Regions from separate parts of the Pelodiscus sinensis genome. Here region 1 is linked to region 2. Evidence: chromatin contacts called from public Hi-C data. All regions are on one chromosome and are shown on one strand. Each heading gives the region's core, a stretch centred on a gene start, on an enhancer-like site or on the middle of the called end of the contact. The rest is flanking DNA. Distances are from core to core; before and after follow the strand shown. Region 1 holds the start of AKTIP (AKT interacting protein). Region 2 holds the start of CHD9 (chromodomain helicase DNA binding protein 9).

Region 1 (7,284 bases), core at 100-2,599, 330 kb before region 2:
GAAGAGGGGGTCCCTTTAAGCTTGTGTCTCAGACAGCCTCAGGCAGCAGCTCCAGAAAGTAACTGCTGACCTGATGCCCTGCCTGAACTGGTTCCTGGTGGCCTTATATGTGAGTTTGCATCTAATCAGTGTGGACGCTCTATTTCGAAATAGCTAAGCACCATTTTGATGCTCATTTTGTGTTGAGACGCGCTATTTTGAAATAAGCAATTCTGGAAAATAAAGTCCGGAGCAGCTTATTTCGAAGTTAGCGTGCAGAGTAGACACCCCCTTAGGCTATGTCTAGACTGCAAGCCCCTTTCGAAAGAGGCTTTTTCGAAAGATACTTTTGAAAAAGCCTCTTTTGAAAAAGAGCGTCTAGACTGCAAGCGGAACTTTCGAAAAAGCAAGCAAGAGCAGTCTGGATGCTCTCTTTTGAAAACCCCCTGTTTGCATTCAAGAACGCCTTTTTTCGAAAGAGCACTTTTGAAAAAAGGCGTTCTTCCTCGTGAAATGAGGTTTACCACCGTCGAAAGAAAAGCCGCGTTCTTTCGATTTAATTTCGAAAGAACGTGGCTGCAGTCTAGACGCAGGTGAAGTTTTTTCGGAAAAAGGCTACTTTTTCGGAAAAAACCCCTGAGTCTGGACACAGCCTTAGAGTGTCCATGCTACAGGACGCTGTTGGAGAAGGCACTAATTGTTCTTAAGTGCCCTTTGTTTGGTTTTATGTGCTTAGGAAGTGGAATGCACTGAGCCATCCAGAAACCGACAGTCTCTACCCGGGGCTGACAAATGCCCATTCAATTCACCACCCCTCGAATGGCTCTTTCACAGGTTCAGTGCTGCCAACAGGGCGGGCCCTTGTGTCACTGTTAAGGGGCCCGGACCCGAGCCGCAGAGCAGGGCAGTGGAGCTGGGGGGACACTAAGACCCAGTGGCGGCGGCACATTCTGCCTGTGGGTGAGGCGGCTCTGGGTGACTGGAAGCTAAAACCTCCCAGCCTAGGCCACGGGGCGGCGCTGGACCAGGCTGCTTGCCAAGGGTGGGGCAGGTGGAACATTCTTAGCGCCTCTGTCCAGGGCTTGGCTGTTGCTAGGTTTCCGCCAGTCACAGGCATGCGAGGCCTCACTAGTCCCGCCCCTCAGCAAGCGACGGTTCTGCTAGCCAATCGTTGTCATACCTCTCCCCGGATATCGGGCCTATCAGCCAATCGAAATTCATCTATCGATTTGCCCCGCCCCCTAGAAGGTGACACCTTTATCGGCCAATCGCTGTCACTCATAAGCGCAACAATGTCAATTCCTAGTCGTCCATATCCCCATGAAAGCCGCTCCCCAGTCCTCTAACCAATCGTCATCGTTCTCATGGAGAGGCAGCGCACCTTGGTAACAGGTGCGGCCGGCGTTACTGCGTCATAGGCGCAGCAAGATTTTGATTGGCTGGCGGGGCGGCCACCGAGCCGCAGTCACAACACAGACCTGCAAGCTCGGCTTGTGATTGGCTGACTCGGCCGCTAGTGCGTGTCAGAGGCCGGCCGGATATTGCAGCGGGGGGGCGGGCTCTGCACGGGGCTGTGACGGGCGGCGGCCAGCAAGAAATCGGCCGCACTTGCAGGGACGTGTCCGGGGAGCTAGTGCGGGTGAGCGGGGTCTCGGGGCTGGCGAGCGCGGCGGCCCCGTCAGGCTCCCCTGGGAAAGCGAGAACGCGGGTTCCCTCTTGCAGGTAGCAACGGTGGCCGGGCGGAGACAGTCCGCGCGGGAAGGCGAACGCTTTGCGGGAACACCTGGCCCCTGCTTCGCGGGCAGCCTGCAAGGGGGAGGGTTGTAGGTGTTCTGCGCAGGGCGGGGGGGAGCGGTTGTAACGTGCTGGCTCGATCCTTCCCGCCGGCGATTGCCTCACTCCTGCCCCCCCCCCCCCCCAGTGGGGCGCGGCGGCGGGTCTGGCCTGCTCCCCTCAGGTGCGGGGGGGGGGGGCTGCGAGGGCGTCGCTGGCGGGGCCGGGTCACTTGGCGATCCAGCGTTTCCCCCCGAGCTCCCGCGCGCTCGTTGTCGGAGCTAGAGCCGCCCCTGCTGCCTGCCCCGCGCCTGGCCGGCCGGGGGCTGATCCCGGGAAAGGGGTGACCAGCAAACTGCCTCGCGGGAGCCGGGTTTGCAGGCGGGGGTCGCTGGCCGGAGATGTCTCCACAGCCCCGTTCGTTTCGCGTTTCTTGGGGTCACTCCTGCCCTCTGGCGATGGGGCTAGAGACCCCCCGTATTGATGGGGCTCGGAAGCGTGTGTCTGAGGGCGAGGGCAGGGAAAACGGGGCTGATGCTTACTCCTTGCGCTTTGACTCCTAGTGTATCTTTGAGATCTGTTGGCTGGAGAGGTCGTGCAGGAAAACCTGCTCACAAGGATGTGATTGCAAAGTCGTACTCTGGCTTGGGTGGATGGCTTGAAAATTAGGGGATGCAGTTTGAGAGGGGCTCACAATCTGAGTATTTGTCTGAGCACGGTTCATGTACTAATTGAATTGGTTAACTAGTTAAATTAGTGAAATCTATACTATGGATGAAGTCATATTGAGCTAAAACTGCTAATATTTGTATCTAGTTGAATTTCACCAATTTCTTCTATTTAAAAAGCAGACAAATTTTTTTGCAGAATTTTTTTTCTGAAATTTTATATATTTGTAAGTGCTGCTTTAAGCTTAAAGGAGCATTCTTTCCGAGCTTTTCTGACTGGCTGAATGGACTCAAACTATGTAATAAAAATAGACTATTCGTCTTGACTGAAACTAGCCCTTGGTGATTATTATAAGAGCTATACAAGAAATGTACCAAGCCTAAATGGCAAATTGACTCATGGCTCATTACCCTACAGCTTCATATGGAGTTTATATAAACAAATTGTTCCAAAATGCTTTACCGACACCCAGTGGGTGAGGTAATATCTTTTATTGGACTAGTCTGTTGGTGAGAGAGACAAGCTTTCGAGCTACCCAGAGCTTGTGTATCTCACCAACAGAAGTTGATCCAATAAAAGATATTGCCTCCCCAAACTTTTATGTATCATAACCTGGGACCAACGGTGTTGCAACCGCACTGCACAAATATTTTAGTTACTACAACTAGCAATTGGGGACAAAGAGAACAGAAGAAATTGTGGAGAGAAATTCAGAGTTGGTAAGAGGTAGACAAATGAGCTGTACCAAAGAGGAGCTGCTTCAGATGTGCACAGTGGCTAAAATCTCAAGGAGATAAAATAATGTTGAAAGGGAGCAGGGGCAGGCGAGTAGTAGAGGCAGGGACCTAAATGGTAGGTGTCTCGGTGAGAGTCCCAACTCTACTAAAGTACTTTCTACAATATTAGGGATGTTAGTGTCTAGTCATTTAAACGGTTATGCGACAAGCCTGGGTTTATCAGTTAATCCAAACAACCACACACACCACACCATATCCCTTGCTGCCTTTGTATCAGAGGCAGCAAGGGGAGGGATGTGGGAGCCAGCTTTTAAGTCCGCTCCCTGCACATGCCTGTCCTGCGGAACCACCTGTCCCCTTACTGCTGCCTCCCACAGAGCAGCAGAGTGGGAGACAGGTGGGAGACAGTGCTGCTTCTGAATTTCTCTCCCCAATTTCTTCTGTTGCACCCCCTCCCCATTGCTAGTTATAGTAATTACAATATTTATATGTAGTGTAGTTGCATTAGTGTTGGTCCCGAGATAGAAGAGAGAAAAGTTTGGTGAGGCAATATCTTTTATACTGATAGGGAAGCAGCAGCGCGGGGCATAAGGGGAGGGGACCAGCGGGAGCTGGTACGTGTGGGAAGCTGTCTTTTAAGCTGGCTTCCTGAATATATTGGCTCCTGTGAAGCTACCTGCCTCCCACAGAGGCAGTGGGAGCGGGGTATGATGGGAGCCAGTGCTCGTGCGGGAGCTGGCTTTTAAGAACCCTTTAAAGCTGGTTCTCCCCTCCTGGCCCTGTGAGCACCAGCAATGAGTAGCCATCTTGCTCCCCGCATGCTCTCCTCCCAGGGTGACAGGTTCCAGACCAGCTCCACCTGCCACCCTGCACTGCTGCCTTTGATACAGTGGCAGTAGCATGTGGGGATCAAGGCAGCTCCATGTAGCTGGTGCTAATAGAGAGGCAGCAGCATAGGTTGACAGCGGGTTCTCTGGAAGTGGGGCCAGGAGTATATTGGCTGCCAGCCCTGTCCCCGGGAGGAACATTTTAGTAACCATATAACCCTTAAAGTTGTTGTAGCTACACAATTACTAAAATAAATTGTCTAACATCCCTACTTTCTATTAGGATAGCTGACCATACTAAGTCCATCTCATGCTTTTGTAATGAAAAATAATTTTTAAAAAAAGCTACAGAGACTGCACTCTGACTTTTTCCTATTCTTGGATGCATTTCAGTGCAGATGAAAATAAAATGACACATGATGAAAAGTCATCAAGTTCAGTTCCTTCATTGGGAATGTTAAAGAATTTTCAAGTTAATACTCTTAAAAGGCATGCTGTCTTGCAGAGTCAGCTGATCAAATCCAAAGATGAAAAAAAATTGCTCAAACTACAAAATAGGCTATTAGAATGCCATCCATAGTTGGACTTCACTGTTTGTAGGCTTACTTCTTTATTCCCCATTGAGAAGTTGCAGACCTGTTCAATGGCATCCTTCCAGAGAGAGAAGTGCAGACAGGAATGCAAAGAGAATGGATGTTCAAATACGATTTCTGTTGATTTTTTTTTTTTTACAAATGTTTTGAAATACCGTGGAGAGCTTTTGATCTAGTTGAAGTTGATAATTACTATCATGAAAACTTTTGTTTCTGAAGTTCAGAATGAATGTGTAATATTGTCCTACTAATAGGCTAATGTGTTGGAATATTTTATTTATATTCCAACTAACCTCTAACTTCTCATTCTATATGTGTTTAGGATAAAAAGTGACATCTAAGTGCTGGAAGGGGTCTGAAGAAAACATTTGCAGCTCTTTACTTGGGATACACGTTATGAACCCTTTCTGGAGCATGTCTACAAGTTCCTCACGCAAGGTGGATATTTTAATAACCAGTATATGGATTATTAATTGTTCCTCTCTTATGAAGAAGTACTGTATAGTATCCCAAAAGAAATTTAAATTTATTAAAATATAAAGCTTGTAACTATCTAGTGACTTATAATGAAATCTCCACACTCCATCTTGAAAAAGAAATCTTGACAAGATAGTGTTACCTACGTGCTGTGGGATTCTTGACTCTCACCTAGACATCCATGAGGTAAATGGAAGGTAGCTCTGATTACTAGAATTTGTAAAACTGAATCCTCCAACTTGCAGTATTATGCTGCAGCGTCTGCCTTTTAAGTATAAGCTAATCTGTTCACGGAAAACTGAAATCATGACTACCTCAAGAGGGGGATATTAGTAACTTGAATCATGTTGACAGTTTTATCCAGATTTAAGGTTTTTGTAGCTGTGATATTCTGGGCCAAATTTTCAGCCCAGCTTCAACTAGATGTTTGTTGAACATAAGCTGCATACTAGGGACTTCCATGTCTGTTTGACCTAAATGATGAACACAAATCTCAGGCTTCTGAAAGATTTTTAAAACCTGTGTTCTGTCAGCAACTCTTGTGGAGAGCAGGGTGTGCTCTTCAACATGAGTCTCTCTGGTGTGTGTGTGTGTGTCTCTCTCAACTCCTTCCTCCCCTCAGACTGGTGCTGGAATATAACAAAACTATGGATTGCCTTGTAGGTTGTAGGTTGCAATGATCGTTGTTGCAAATGAAAATACTAACCTTGACTGCCTTTCTAGCATTTGGTTGGGACCTAGTTGATTTAATACCTTAAAGTTGGGCACTTGGGTGGGGATATTTAAATGTGTAGCATAGAAGAAGAATTCTCTGGTCTTTTAAATGAAGCTACCATTTGTAGTAGATCTACTTTATTTGCAGCTCTGTGTGTGTCTGTGGGGGGGGGGGGGAAATCATGAATAAAAATACTGAAAGGTTGCTGTTGGGTTGAATACTTAGGATTCTGTCTGGTATCTTGAAAATTGTAATGTGCCCTCTTAAAATTAGTGAAACTGTTCAGATTTACATAAAATCTGGTTACAAGTACTGTAGATGCTTGTTCATAATCTGATTTATTTTTCAAAAAAATCCTGCTGTGAATAGCCAGGATCGGCTTATGATTGGGTTCTAAAAAGGCAGGGCAGCAGCAGCAGGGGACCCGACATGAGCTGGGGCAAAGCAGTCCCTGCTTGCGCAGGGTCCCAGATGCTGCAACTCTGCTTTTTAAATGTAGTAAGAGCCACCAGGCAGAGCTGCGGCATCTGGGACCCATCAGAAGCCAGGACTATTGTGGCCTGGCTCATGCCAGGTCCCCTGCTGCGCTCTGCCTTTTAAATGTAGTAAGAGCCTCATGGCTCTTAGTACATTTAAAAAACCAGAGTCGCAGTGGTCTGGGACCTGACCTCCCCCACACTTCTAGAAGAAAATGGTAAAAAGTCACTGATCTGTTTATAAGTTGACTCTAGAGTACAGCAGTCCGATACCTTATAAACAGGCCAGTATCAGATAAACAGGCCAGTATCAGACTGCTGTACTCTAGTCAACTTATAAACAGATCAGTGACTTTTTACCATTTTTTCTCTACATTTGTGGGGGTCAGCTTATAAACGAACAGGCTTATGTTTGATTGTTTACTGAGGTGTGGAAGCTTCCTTCCCATCAGGTATGAGGACACTTCTGTATTGATTTCTAGCAAGGTAGACAGATTAGCCATATGTAGTTCAAATGGAGAATAAACTAAAAAGATGCTCAGTCCTAGTCTGAAGCAATCTTTTTAATCAAAGTACCCACACAGGTATTAACAATTTACAAATGCTCCTGAGAGAATTCTGTGCCCCCCAAAAAAGAAATTGTGCAACAATATTTTAAAATGTTACATATTTTATTTGTCAATAAATACATGGCACCCCTCAAGCGTAGCAGTATAGAGCATAGGGAAGTGGCTGCACAGAGATGGGAGATTACCTTGCAATGAACCCTAGTCCCCACCTGCTACCCTCTCTCCCCCACGATTCAACGGTGAGACTGCACCTGATCTTGATATAGCACAAGGGCTGTGTCAGCCTCAGAAATACTCTTGAGTCCTATCTCACCTTCTTGCTTATTACCTTGGTGTGCTTAGCACGTCCAGCTTTGAAACCTCTCCTTGCTCCCATCCTGGTGTGGGGCAGGTAAGCTCAGTTTGGCAGAATCCAAGTATGGAGGAGCTTAGTCTATGTATGGGGAAGGTGGAATTGTCCACGTGTGTA
Region 2 (7,536 bases), core at 334-2,833:
CCAACATGGTTTTGCAGCATTATATTTATTTGTCCTTCCCTTTTCTCTGTCCCTGGTCTCCATTTTCTACCCAGGGACTATGCCTGCTAGCCCAAGGCTCTTTAGTCTCTCCTCTGTAGCCTGTCATGGTGAGGGGATACAGCTTTCATTTAAGTTTTTACTGTGGATGTGGGATAGTCTATAATGAGGAGGGTGAAAAAGAGGTGAGGGCCTCGATGTCACCTTTGCAAAGGGAGACTTCTTGAATATTCTCTTCCTCACCTCCCCTCCTTTTCTTCCTCACCATCCTGTGTGCAGTAGGTCCTTTCCCTCAGCAGAAAACAGTCATAAGCCTCCACCTTCAGCAGACATATCCAACCCAGCTAAAACACCAAATAGGGACACATGCTCAAAATGCCCATCCTGCCACCCCGGGACCTAGCTTAGACTTCTCCTTACCACCTTGTCTATTAGGAGGCCAGACTCAAGCCCCAGTCCCACATGTGCCAGGCAACAACCCCTAGAACCTGCGCTCCAAGCCCCTTACAAGTCTCCTAAAGGAAAATCAGACTGCCATCTCTCCCGCTCCCCCCACCCACGCCCACACCGCCGCCCTGGTCTTCCCGTCTGGTGGAGAAGCCAGGTCCACGGCCGGCGCCCCAAGGCACACCCCTCCTCTGCCTCACAGGTAGCCAGCTTCAACACGCCCCCTTGCCCAACGTGCAGACAGCTCTGTTCCGGCCGCCCCCTTTCCTCCCGCCGCCCGGGGGGCAGCCAGCTCCAACCTCAGCCTCCCTCTCTCTGCCTGCGCCGCCCCGCACCCGCCCTCTCAGCGGGCAGCCAGCTGCAGCCTCTCCAGTCTTCCCGCAGCCTCGCCCACTTGCCGGATGGGCAGCCAAGCTCCAATCCTTCGCCCTCCGCCGCCGCCTTCCTGCCGGCTGGGGAACCAGCCGCGCCGACCTACCGGCGGCTGGAGCTGGCTCCAACCCATCCCCCTCCCCCGAGCCCAGGCGCTGCCGGCGGGGGGACACCTGGCCCCCCACGCCCGCCTAGTAGGTGCGAGGGGCAGCAGCGAGCCCGACTGTGCCAGTCGCCCCGCGCCTGCCTGAGGGGCGGAAGCAGGCTCAGCCTCGGCGGGCGAGAGCAGGCCCGGCCGCGCCGTCCCCTCGCGTGGGCGCGGTGGGGAGCCAGGGCCAGCCCGTGTCTCCGGCACCTGAAGCGCGGCCTGCTCCGGGGGCGGCGGGGAGCAGCCCGACCCCTCGCACGCACTCACCGCCGGGTTCGCCATTACACGGCAGCGGCCGCCTGGCCGGCACGCGTGAGGCGAGGAGATGCCCGGCGCCTGACAGCTCCCTCGGCCAGACCGCGGGGGGCGGCGGCCGCTCCCCTCCCCCTGGGGGAATCCCCTGCCTCTCTGGCCCCGGGGTGCGCAGGCAGCCGCTGGCGGGGGGCACCACTTACCGGGTGGCTGGCACAGGCCCGGGAGGGGGAGGAGGAGCAGGAGGAGGCGGCGCGGCGTGGTTTGCTCCCCCCGCCCGGGCAGGGAAGCAGGAGGGCTATTGGCGAAGTTTCACTAGCTCCGCGCCGCGACCCCAGACCAGCCCCAGCGAACCCGAGGGGACGGGTTGGGGGGGCACATTTGCATATTTGTCACCCGCTCGCTGATTGGCCGCCTGGCCGGGGCCGCCGCCGCTGGCTGACACGGCGCACCGCGGGAAAGGAGGGGTAAGTGGGAGGGGAGCGGGTCCGCGAGCCGGGGGAGGAGTGAGCGATGGGTGTGCGGAGGGGAGGAGAGCGGGCCGGCGGCGGCATGGGGCCGGGAGGAGCGCGCGGGTCCGCCTCACTGAGGCACTTTCTCCTCGCGCTACAGCCCGCCGCGGGGGCGGGGGCAGCTGGCCCGGCCTGGGGTGGGTGGGGCTGGCGGCGGCAGGCCGAGGAAAGCAGCCGAGCCGCTGATAAAATGGTGCGTGAGAGGAGCGACGAGCTGATCCAATATGGCCCCCTTCGCCGACAGAAGCCAATCCCGGGCGCGTTTACTCTGGAGGTTCCCGCAGAGACCTGGATGCTGGGCAGGCCCCGCTGCTGGCGAAAGCCAAGAGGAGAGCGGAGCGCTCGGGCGGACACTGGCGCCCTCTTGCCGCTGCGGGCGGCTGCAGCGCACGCACCGGGCCGCGGCCTCCTGTAGGCCAGCCGGCCCCGCTGCCATGGCTCTCGCACCTGCTGTGCCCTGAGAGGCGCTTATCCTCTCGGCGCACGCCCTGAAGCACCCGCCCCCGCCTCGTCTCACACAGTTCTCAGGCGGCGAGGAGCCGCAGGGCAGCGCCCGCCCGCCCGCCGTGGCATGCTGCGCGCGGAGTGCATCGTGTCAGCGGGACGGGGACGTCCTCTCGCTAGGACAGGCCGCTACAAGTGTTTTGTGTTAAGTTCCTTCCCTGCCCGTGCCTGAGTTTTCGGTCCAGGAAGAAGAACTGGGCTAGTGTTTCCCCCTCTTGTTAAACCACTAATACGTGTAAGGAAAGATCACTTAAGAGAGTGCGGGCACCAGCCTTCGTATTCATACTTGTTTCAGGATGGCTTTTCAAATGGCCTCCATTCTGCTAACAACTGTGACACTGCATACATTTCTACCTGCATGGGTAGATACAAACTATATTTAATTTTGTCCTTAAACTATGATTTTCAACCATAATTCTTAAGGCTTCACAAAAATGGGAATGACCCCCATTTTATACAGACATCAAATAAGTTTTTATGTGCATCATTCAACTATAAGATTTGAATATGTCTCTTAAATTATAGGTCTCCCACATGAAGATACAAAGCTACAGTTTCAACTCGTGGTGGTCCATGGATCCTCCTGTGTAAAGAGTTTCTCAACCTGGGATTTTTGTCATTAGTCTAATATCAACATGTATATCTGATAATGCCATGTCTAATATTTATGTGCCAGGATAATGTTATTTTAAAGAATGGAGCTTGGAGTTTCTTAATAGTGCAAATAAACTTAGATATACACATATTAGAATATTATGTTTTAATTTGTGTGACCAAATGTGAATGTAATATTTGAATACCACTGTGTCAGTAACTTTTTCCATTCAATGCCTGGGCCCCAACCTTTTAGTTCCATGTCCAAAAGGAGCACTACTAATAAATGCCACAATAGTAAAGTTTCTAAGCTTGTAAACTCTCCATAACTCACTACTCCTGATGAATTTCTCTCATTTACTTCCTCATCCCACCTCCACAGTCTCAACTGCTGTTTCTCTAAAATATTTTTGGGAAATAACATAGCTGAGTTTTTCCAGTGATTTCTTTCCCAAAATAAATGAACCAGCACTCTGCTCACCCATTCCTCTAAGCAAAATAAATAAGTGAGCAAATTCTTACATAGGGAGAGAAGGCATGTATTATCCTTTTATAATGATTTCAAGTTGGTATTAGTCAGCCAGTTGTCCTACTTCTGTAATGTGGCTGTCAGCACCATTATAATTTTGGTAAATGGTGTCAGAGCTGTAGCCAGGCAGAATGGTAGAGCCTTAAACTAAAATACTGTCCCAGAATGGCATAACGTGAATCTCTAGTGCAATTGAAGAATGAGACATGGAAATAATCACTTTGTTATAGCCATTGTATTTTGCTAACTCATTGCCTAGTTGGATTGTAAATACCCCATTTTGAATCTTGATGCTCTGAATAGAGAGTTCATAAAATCTAAGACAAATGCTTTCTGTTATTTTCTTGATGGGCGGTGGGTACTACAATTCTGGGCATTTAGCCAATGGTTTCAGTCATTAGATAGTGGTTCAGGGTGTTATAGTGAATCCCTTTCTTTTTCAGTTTGCCAACAATTTTATGGTAGAACCAATGTACTATGATTTCCAGGAGCCACTTAATGATCTTTAAAGAGGAGCATTGTCTTGAACTAAAGCCCTCTGAAGCCAAGGGAAAGGTACTCAGTGGTTGTTGGGCTTTGGATCAGTCCCTAGACACATTAGTGGCTATGTGACATATCCTCTGGTTAAAAGTCATAGTGTCTGAGAAGAACATGAAATAATAGTTGAGGAAGAGGGGTATGAGGGAGATAGCTGACAGCAAAATGGGCTGGAAGTGCAGAAGGAGGTAAAGACTGCTGATGATAGATGTGCAAATATAAATTAATAGGAAACTTCTGCTGGAATTGCATTCTGGTGGCTATCCTCTGATACAGTTGTGCCTCCCATTCTAACTCATGTTAGCAAGCTGCTGCACTTGTTAGCTTTAAACAGGTGCTAGCAAAGGAAGTGCAATCAGGGAGTGCTGAAAAGAGTTTCTCATTGTTTGTGAGATATTACTTAGAGCAGTGTTTCTCAGCCAGTGATATGCATACCCTGAGGGCTCGACAAATCATTGAATCTACTCGCCCTGGGCGAGTAGATTTTAGTCAGTCACCCCGTTCACCAGCGGTGCGCGCATGCACAATGCGGGTCTTGCACATGCGCAGTGCAGGGCTGGCGAGCAGATTTCGCCACCGTTTGTCAAGCCCTGGGGGCCTTAGTGATATGCGTACACGAGAAAAGTTAGGGGAGTACATCAACACAAGTAAAATTTGGCAAAAAATGTCCGGAATTTTACCCTGCAAAGGGGATCCGGGAGGGGGCAGTGGCATGCCTGTCAAATTGAATGTTCGGAGCTACATGCCCGGACATTAACAGCCACTCTGCATTTGCAACCCAGCATTGGTGGGAAAAGCGCATGGCTGCAGTAGCGGCTCCAGTGAGACCCAGGGCAGTTCCAAGTTGGGGGGTAGGTTTGGATGTGGAGAAAAAAAAAAATTACTTCCACAGCCACCTCTCCTAGTTCATTTCCTCTCCAGCAGCCTCCATGGGGTGCTCCAGCGGCGAGGGCGGCTGAACCTGGAGACGAACATTACCCCCACCCCCGCCAGCAGCTCAGTACAACGCCCTTTTCCCATTGCGCTGCGGAGAAGAGCTAAAAGGCTTTGCTCCAAAGGATTCCCCTGCAGCAGCGGCGTAGCAAGGGGGGGCAGTTGCACCCGGGCGCTATGCTAGGGGGGCGCTGGGCTAAGGTGGGAGCGCATAGCCCCACATGGCGAGCCCGGCGCTGGTGGGCCACTTGCTCCCTGCAGACAAGCTATTGGGAATTTCAAAGGTAGGGTTACTATATGTCCAGTGCCTGGCTCTGGGGGAGGGAAGGGGCATTGGGTTAGAGCAGGGAACCTGGGGTTACTTTTTTTTTTAAAGGGGGTACTTTATATATATATATATATAAATTTTAAAAAAGGTTGAGAAAAACTGCTCATAAGGAGCAAGTAAGAGTGAAGGCAACTAAGCAAATAAGGTATTTTGTGGTTTTCTCTTGGTTGATATGTCATTTGAATCCCAACACATGTAGGCTGGGAAGCCAAGCATTTCTAAAAAGCCAGAAACCTCAAGACAAAGGCCTGGTTTGGGATTGGTGAAGGGACAATTCAAAATTTAAAGTAACTGATTCAAGTTTGAAAACTTAAATGCTTTTCTAGCCATAACTCCAGATTGTCAAAAGATCTCCATACTGTTGAAACTGCTAAGAGACATACTGAACTGGGAATTTTCACAGAAGGGGAGTCTAAACCTCTTCATAACTGACAAGTTCAGCCTCCTGGAGCTGCAAGCAGAGGAAACTCCACTGAGGGAGTGACAAATCTGGATGTAATGAAGAACACGTCTCTATAAATAGGGTTTAAACATCCAGGACTGAAGCTTGGCTAGTACAGGTCTGTGTCATTCCACTGACTTCCAATTGAGGATCTAGCTCCAAAACTAAATCATGTGCACCCACAAAACTACAGATGAAAAATCACGTGTCTTTTTGAAAATTTGGTACTAAAATGATTTAATAAACTCATCAGTGTTGCCATTCTTGACACATTACAATTTTTAATTTTTATGAAATTCCTAATCTGTTTTTTGTAATTTTGTCATTTCATATTCAGATCTCATGTCTGTCAATTGTATATTCCTCTAGTCTAGCTGTTTGCTGTCACACTCCACCACATATACCAGTGTATAAATATTATTTAGTAATTAATAACCGTTTATTTATTATGCCTAAAAGATGAGCAAATATGGACATGGACATACATGTATAATTTCCTTTTATCATATAAATTAAGAAAACATATATATCACAGAATTAATTTAATAAATTCTTGCTTCCTAAGGCATAAATATATAGGAGCAGATTAGATGGATGTAATTCAATTGCATGTAGTGAAATTAGATCTCTTCTAGTTTAATTCTCAAATGCTTGTATATTATGCCCTTAATAACGTGACCCTCAGAAAATGGTGTTAGCAACTATTTTTGGCAACCGGAGCTGTAGGCACCTTGACACAAGCTTTCTCTGACCCCTTTGCTGCACACAGTTAAAGTGGGTCTCTTTATCATCTTTTAGGTACGCTGTATAATATTTTAAATGTTTTCTGCCTTGAGTCAATAATTGAAACTTTTCAGTGGTATCACAAAGAGATTACCTTTTGATTTATTCATCAAATTCTTATTACAAAAGCAAATTGATGTCTTAGCTGTATTGCTAATTGCATCTCAGACTACTAAAATGAATAAACTTTAAAAAATCTAACTCTTCAGTGTTTATGACCACTGTTAATTTTCACATTTCAGTTTAGAGAAAAAAATCAGTTTTGTTTTTGTGCTGCAATATTTTCTTTTTAAACACATCAGTGTCTGGGGGATATATTTCTATGAAGACAACTCTGTCTTCCATGATACATTTAGAAATTAGATTAACATTTTACTGGTTACATTTTGAACTAAATAAACCTAGCAAAGTCTTTTTTTTTAAACAGAAATTAAAGTAGATTGAAGTAATAAAGTGATTCTTAGGAAATTAGTATTACTATATGATGAAATTCATCCCTATGCAGAGGATCAGCACAAGGCCAAATCAAACTACCTCTATTAAATGCAATATTGCTAACCTACAAGCAAAAATGATGGGTCAATCCCACCCCTATAATCATGACTGACTTAAAAATCAGATTTTTTTTTTTGTAAACCCTATACTTGCAAGGCTTATTTAACTTCTGGCTTTTTTTTAAAAAAAAAGGTTACAGTACAAGTGGTTCATGTTTTCAAGCTTTTCTCAGTGACCATAAAGGTCTAAAGCTTTCATTATATTAAAATTGAATGGTGTGATTTTAACAAGTGTGTGATTTTTACCAAATCATGTTACTCTAAGAGCTGAGTTTTCAAGAAAAATACACTGTTATGAGACTTGCCAGCTTCCATCATTTTATTGCAATGTTATTTTAGGGCCTAATTCATAGCTCATTTAAAATTACAGAAAATTTGAAGATGAATTACCAGAGTGTTCTATTCTGATAATTGTAGCTAAAGTCCCCAGTTATCATCCCGTATTAAATAATAGTATCAGTTTCTTCAGTCTGCTTACCTTCTCATAAATGAACAAATTAGTGTCTTAAGGTGTGTCTACACAGCACCCTTAGCTTGAAATAAGCTACACAATTTGCGCTACGCAAATTGCATAGCTTATTTC

The links. A called contact is a pair of places that touch in the nucleus more often than the background predicts.
Region 1: a contact with region 2 is called in a Hi-C map of blood, with 4 times the contacts expected there. The contact joins the promoter of AKTIP here to the promoter of CHD9 in region 2. A contact is called at or near these places in 3 of 5 Hi-C or Micro-C datasets (blood, liver and an unstated tissue).

Annotation. Positions count from the first base shown.
Region 1 is chr12:33,877,098-33,884,381 of ASM4963464v1, reverse strand. AKTIP (AKT interacting protein) reads left to right here and starts at 1,349. Exons shown (of 10, transcript XM_006121122.4): 1 at 1,349-1,371; 2 at 4,901-5,016. The coding sequence starts at 4,975.
Region 2 is chr12:33,549,289-33,556,824 of ASM4963464v1, reverse strand. CHD9 (chromodomain helicase DNA binding protein 9) reads right to left here and starts at 1,583. Exons shown (of 40, transcript XM_075940269.1): 1 at 1,441-1,583. It overlaps LOC142831174, which reads left to right. Exons shown (of 3, transcript XM_075940719.1): 2 at 706-1,704; 3 at 2,779-6,554. The coding sequence ends at 2,791.